2 separate regions of the Zea mays genome follow, and region 2 is linked to region 1. The links are chromatin contacts, called in public Hi-C maps. All regions are on one chromosome and are shown on one strand. The core of a region is the stretch at or near the end of the contact, and the rest is flanking DNA. Distances in the headings are between cores, read along the strand shown. Region 1 holds the start of LOC100274005. Region 2 holds the start of LOC103639781 (probable WRKY transcription factor 53).

Region 1 (3,301 bases), core at 573-3,072:
TTTCCCGAGCGAGACGTTGATGAATGCTTTCAGAAGCACCGGGCCCGAAGACAGCGTGAGAACCTTGAGCAGTGCAAAGAGACCCGAGACCAAGATCCCAGTTTTCTGGCAAGAAACGATGGTCCAAAACATCGACGGGTTGCCGTGTGCCCGCAGCTGCTTCTTCCTGTTGAGCTTCTCCAGGAACACCAGGTACTGGCTGTACGCTCGGTCCGAGGGACCCAAGAGCGGCATGTCTTTCTCCTCGAGCGGCTTCTCGTAGCCCGTCTTCATCATCGGGTTCATCCACCAGAACGACATCACGCTGAAAACCCCGGCTTTAGCGAACGGGGTCACATGGCTCTCAGACCCACCCCTCTCATCATCAACAGTGTCGTCAGTCTTCAAGGGCTTATACAAAGAAGCAGCAGTTCCAGTTCCGCCATCACCGTCCTCTTCCTTGACGCACCAAGCGCCACAGACAAGCAGCAGTGCACCTGGCAGGAACAGAGCGTCCAGAAAACCCTTCATGGTCAGTGCCCTATCCGCAACCATGTGAACGACCGAGGAACAAGCGACGAACGCGGCGTACGCGGCCAGCAGAGCCGACCACGCGCGCGCAGACATTGGCCCGAGGAGACGTGCTCCTCCGACGCCGCTGAGAGCGAAGCCGGCGAGGACCAAGCAGAGTCCCTGGGACAGTGCCGTCACCCACCAGTGTGGGAGGTAAGCGGAAGCGTGCTGAGTGAAGTTGCTCCCCAGCATCCACGACGCGAGGCCGAGGTAGACGAGGCCCAAGCAGGCGGTGAACGCCGCGCCGGCCAGCTGCAGCGGCAGGCCGGGCGCGACAGGGGGGCGGCGTGCGGACGCTCTGGTCTTCGTAGTAATCCTGACGACGAGGAGGTGCAGCGCGAGAGCGACGGTGATCAGAGCGGCGGTGCCGGTTTCCAGGATATGGTTCGTGCAGCTGGAGGAGTCGAGTATGTCCGTCCATCCGCCGCATGAGGCGACGGCTTGCTTGGAGCAGAATGGGCTCCCGAAGATGTCCATCGTCCAAGAACCTGGCCAACATAAGAGTTAGTTTTATCGCGTCGTTTTCAATGCTACCACGTCATTAAGAGTGAGATAAAATAAAGATCAAGACATGCACTCTCGATACAAAGTTTCACTGCACGAATCATAGGTTACTATGTCAATTTGATGATACATCTAAATGATGAATAGAGAGGACAGTACTTGTGAAGAAGTAAGACGTGTGTCTCAGTTTTGCTGCGCTTCGATGATTCGTGCTTCAACTCCAGGCCCTTCTGTAACCATGAACAGGGGGAATCTTTTCAGAGCAAAGAACATTCGAATAGAGCTCATACATACGCGCGAAGAAACTTTAATCGATCTGGGGAACATGCGCGACTGGTACACGGCACGAAACTCAATTTGAGGACACACAGCTGATCATGAAGAAACTAATACTGTTGCGTTAAACACATCCACGGCTGGCGCTGAAGAAAACCCAACCAAAACCCCCGCAGAAAACTCCCTGGAGAGGAGAGAGCAGCACGCCCCCGCCCCGGCCGCGAGGAGGAAGAAGGCAGAAAGAAGCGAATAAAAACCAGCGCGGCGGCGGCGGCGGCGGCGGCAGGGAGTGGTCACTGAACCTTCCCAGCGCGCGGCGTTTATCCCATCAAGCAAAGCGCGGCAACGCTCGGCTCCGCGTGGCCGTCGTCTAACAGTCTGCTGGCTGGCTGCGGTTGGTCTGCAGACGCCTCTCCGGAGAGCTAGAGCTAGAGCTAGTAGCTAAAGGCGCGTGCGGATGCGGACGCCGCATCCGTCATTGCTCACGTCGCCGCGCGCGCTACGCTAGCTAGGGAGGGGACGCATCTATATCTAAATGGTACAAAAACTACACCCGAATCTTTTTGTACCGTATAGCTAGAGAACGACTGCATGCTAGCTTAGGTGCGAATAATGCACAAGCCAATCTTTTTGGACCTTTAGATAAAAGATACTCCACAGCAGCAGTAGATGCAACAACCCTAATTTACCAGTGTTTAATAAATAGTATGGATTCGGATCGGATGGATTCATCAGAAGTCTCGTTCTCTCACGCCTGCATCTAGACTTGTGCACAACCGTCCCACGTGTAAAAAAAACAGAGGGAGAGCGAGCGAGAGAGAGAGAGAGAGAGAGAGAGAGAGAGTTTGTTGATGGGGTGTACGATTGGCTTGGCGGGCGGTGGCGTGGCCGGCGAGAGACGACACCGAAACGGGACGGGGCAGGCAGCGGCGCGACCGACGACGTCGGGTCGGGAGGAGAAGGAAGGCCAAGCGCGGGCTGCTGCTGGGCGCGCGCGCGCGCGGAGAATGCTTAATTGAGAGGCCTCCGTCCTCCGATATCTATATATATAGCCCGATGATGAACGAACGACGGCAGATTAGCGCCTCCCCTCGGCGATCGGCGCCCACGAACGCACCGTCGTCGTCACGTGCTCGCCGCGGGGGCGGGGCGGGCTAACCGGACGGTCAAAGCCCTACAGTACGCAGGTCGACCGACCATGGGCGCATGGGGTTAGCTGGCTGCTGCAACTGCAACGCGTGCGCCGCCGCTGCAACCGACACAGAGTACCGCCGGAGCGGCCGTCAGTTTTTGGAGCACCATCTGTCCTGTAGCCTGTAGGTGCCATGAAATGAACCACTCGCAAATGTCCTTCTATCCAATATATATAATATTTATTTATACTTAAAGCTTCAAATTAACGCATTACAAAATATATATATATATATATATATATATATATTAACTAAGTTTCTCCCTCTATATGGCACGTGCATCCATGTCAACAAGAATTCATCCTCTATAATTCGTCCAGCCGTAACGATACTCCTCGTATACCCCACCATCCATATAAAATGTAATTCGTTCAGCCGTAACGAGAGAGACCCGCATGTAACTGCATTCACAACTATATTTATATAAGGGTTATTTTACAAACTTAAATTTTACGAGGAATTTCTATTTTACTAATGAAAATTAACGAATTTCTCTTGCATTTAGATAGGCCCTACTCTCTGATTCTCTGAAGCAGCAGGACAGGAGCTGGTGCGTCCCTGGTCCCGCTGTTCGGCCGTTCCAGCCCCAGGGGGGGAGGGGCCGGCGTCGCTGTCGAACTTGTCCACGTTGTACCTCTAACCAATCGTCAAAGAAATGCTTGCTCTAGTTTAGCCGGAGATGCACATGAAGAACCGGCCGGCGGGCGCAGGTGGCTGTGGCGTGGCCGACGGACCACGGAACGCGCCGCCACTGGCCGTCTCGAGCGGCCCTCACG
Region 2 (3,301 bases), core at 527-3,026, 420 kb before region 1:
TATAATACTATCTCAAATTTATATGGTGAGGGGCGAAAATTAATTTTACGTATGGCCATATTATGTTTCTACTTTATAATTTATAACACAGTTATCAGCTCGTCCTTTATAATAAAAATATAGCACATAAATATCTTTCATATATAGTTAAATAGTAGTATACAAACATATCTCGCATACAGCTATATAGCTTAATTTGTCTGCACCTAAATTAGGATTATCAGAATAGAATTCAACTGAAATGATCCAACCGGGGTCTTTCTGTTTTGTTGTTTCGTGGTAAATTTTAGGAGCAATTGCACTGCAAAGACAATTTTGTTTTGTTTTAGAAAAATCAAAACCGCGTCTCGTGCTGGTTGAGTGGTCGTGTTGTTCCTGCGTTTTTACGTACAGCTTAAACGGGGTCGAGTCTAAACTTGCACATTTGCACGAACCTAAAACATGGCCATACCTAGATATGTGTAAAGCTCCAATACTCACTCCGCACAAAATATGACGCGATCGAATTTTTTTTTCTAGAACTTTAATTATTTGTCTCATTTAAAAAGAATTGCGAATTATTATTTATTTTGTTGTGATTTGTTTTATCAAAATCGTTTGAACGTGATTTAAAACTTAACATTTTTAATTCATATTTTGAATAAGAGAAGTGATTAGATTTTTGAAAAAAGTCAACCGCGTCGTCATAAAGTACATGTTTCCGATGAATTTGCATATATACGCGTAGTTTTCGATTTTTATGCCGTTTGACCCTATATGCATGCATGCACCCGCCAACCCCCCCTTTTTTTAGTTTGAAAAAAATGGAAAGCGAACGCAGTCAACGCACCTCCTCTTGCACATGGTGCTTTGGCGCTCCTGCGCCTGCGCGTCGACAGCGACCGTCCGGCCCGAGCTCTCGTCCGCCGACCGCGGCGAGTCGTCGGAGCGGTCGGTGCCCCGCGACGACCCCGGCGCGGCGGCCTCGAAGGCCCTAGCGACGGCCGCCGCCCGCCCGAGCGTGCGCTGCAGCCGCCGCGCCGCGCCCCTGTAGTGCTCCGCCGCCGCTCGTCGGGACGACGACCACGGCCCGTCGTCTTCGGCGGCCACCATCTCCCCGAGCTGGCGCGCCTGCTCCTCGCCGTCGGCGAGCAGCGCCAGGAGCGTCTGGATGCCCCCTTCTTCCGCTCCCGCGCCGTCTTGCATGGCTGGCTAGCTCTTGCTTGCTTGCCGCCTAGAGCTACTAACTGGTTCGATCGACCGACCGACCACTCAGCGACGAGTGCTCTGTGGACACGTACTGTGGTTGATTATTCTTGGAGGATTTAACACCCTGGGTGTTGATCGGTCTGTACGAGCGGTATTTCAGCAGCAAGCTGGGACGAGTTGGTGATGGGGATGCAGAGGAAAACTGGACGGATGCGACGGCGGCGACGGCACGACAGTGGCCGATCTGAAAGGGCGAGGCTATATATACGGTACCGCTATAGCAGGGAGGAGCAACGGGAGGGAGGACCGTGAAGTTCAGAGGACGAACGCATGAGAAAACACGAGGTGACCTCGAGTGTCCATGACATGAACACAGCAGAAGGATATATACACGAACAGGTGGCTTCTCGGCCAAGAGAATGGCGGCAACGAACGATGCAATGAGCCGATGATCACGAAAGCTTGCAGTGGGGCAGGTATATATGCAGGACGAGCGAGTAGGAGAGAGAGAGAGAGAGAGCAACGGCGGAGAAGACGAGAGGAATGTGGTGGCATGCAATGCTTGTTCCCGGAGAAGGATGCTAGCAGTAGCAGCAGTTATAAGTAGAACGGTTGTCTGAGATCCAACGGCCATGAATCTGTACTGTACTCTGCAGGTCCCGGCCCGTCTGTGCCGCACACCTGTGGTATTCTTCTCTGATTCCCTGGGTTGGGTGCTCGTCCGTCCATTGACCAGTCGGCGGTCTTTGGTCAGACAACTTATTATCGAACCGGGCGGAGGAGCTGGAGGGGAAACTGCGACGTCCACTAGCTCGATGGAGGAGCTGTGAAGAGACCCGAATAGCTAGCTAGGGGCTTGTTCTCACCGAAGAGCAAGCAGTAGCTAGTGACCCGTTCGCGCGCGACTCCTTTTGGAAAGTTCGGTAGGAACACGAATATTCAAATTCAAACCCTGGGACGAACGACGTGCAGTGCCGGTCGTCGTGCGCTGACCCTTCAACCCTGCGGTGCGGTCGATGCTACTACTGGTCTAGTCCAGAAAAGGTCGTCGTGTTTGTTTTGCAGAAGAGAGAGAGAGAGAGAGAGAGAGAGAGAGAGAGAGAGAGAGAGAGAGAGAGAGAGAGAGAGAGAGAGAGAGAGAGAGAGAGAGAGATAGGCCACGTACGACGGCGTTGCCTCATCATCAAGGCTGAGTGGAGGAGGAATGGAGAAGCTAGGAGGAGGTCAACAGGCGAAGGTCCAACGAACCGGCACCGAATCTTCAGACCCGTTTCCGCGTATTTGGACTGGGAGTCTGCAAGTGACAGTGACGCAAGTGCCACGACGTTGTGCTGACGCCGGCCGGGGGAAAGGAGGCAAGCCAGCCGCACAGGGAACAGTTCCCTTTTCTGCTCTCTGTTCTAGTGTTCTGCGCGCGTAACGATTCCCGAACGAATAGGATTCTGCGGCACTCGTGGAGCCCAGCGGTGGCCGCTGACGCGTCCAACAGCGAGTGAGTGAAAGTGAACGAACAAACGAATGAATGACGTCGCTCGCTAGTCGACTTGTTCGTACGACTCGCTCGCCGTAGCTCGTATAAGCGCCGCGTACATACCGGACGGCGTCGCCTTGTTGTGGATTCCATACAAACAACGGCGGAACAGTTCTCGTACGGATATAAGCGTAAGGATTTTTTTTTTTTACATATATACAAACAAAAACAATCGACTTTTTTCTGTTCTCGCTGCCGACATGGCTGGTAGGTACGGCACCAAGGCCAGCCAAACTACTTCAGGGCATGTAGAATGGAAAGGACTCGAGGAGCTAAAATCTTTCCATTTTAGTCTCTTCAATTCTCTCCATTTGCATGGCTCCCAATACATCTTTTAAACAAGCGTGTTTGATTGAGAAGTGAAGAACAATGAAGCGACTTTATTTTATTTTCTAGGGGTTTGGTTTCCAACAACGAAAGAGGAGTGAAACAGTCGGAGTTTTCATATGAAAAATATACCATAAATAGTTAGAATGACCCTACTCCACCAAAACGACCGAACACAGAGTGCTCTTTAGGACGCGAGCACTCTTCTCCCTCTTCTTCCCTCCACACTTAGATGACTCTCCAACCGTAGCGGCT

Evidence for each region. Hi-C and Micro-C count contacts between places; a contact is called where the count stands out from the background.
Region 2: a contact with region 1 is called in a Hi-C map of bundle sheath, with 5 times the contacts expected there. The contact joins the promoter of LOC103639781 here to the promoter of LOC100274005 in region 1. A contact is called at or near these places in 6 of 25 Hi-C or Micro-C datasets (bundle sheath, ear, endosperm and 3 more).

Annotation. Positions count from the first base shown.
Region 1 is chr9:19,418,031-19,421,331 of Zm-B73-REFERENCE-NAM-5.0, reverse strand. It overlaps LOC100274005, which reads right to left and starts at 1,822. Exons shown (of 13, transcript NM_001148390.1): 1 at 1,635-1,822; 2 at 1,216-1,286; 3 at 1-1,040. The coding sequence starts at 1,029.
Region 2 is chr9:19,836,930-19,840,230 of Zm-B73-REFERENCE-NAM-5.0, reverse strand. LOC103639781 (probable WRKY transcription factor 53) reads right to left here and starts at 1,776. Exons shown (of 3, transcript XM_008662493.3): 1 at 830-1,776. The coding sequence starts at 1,185.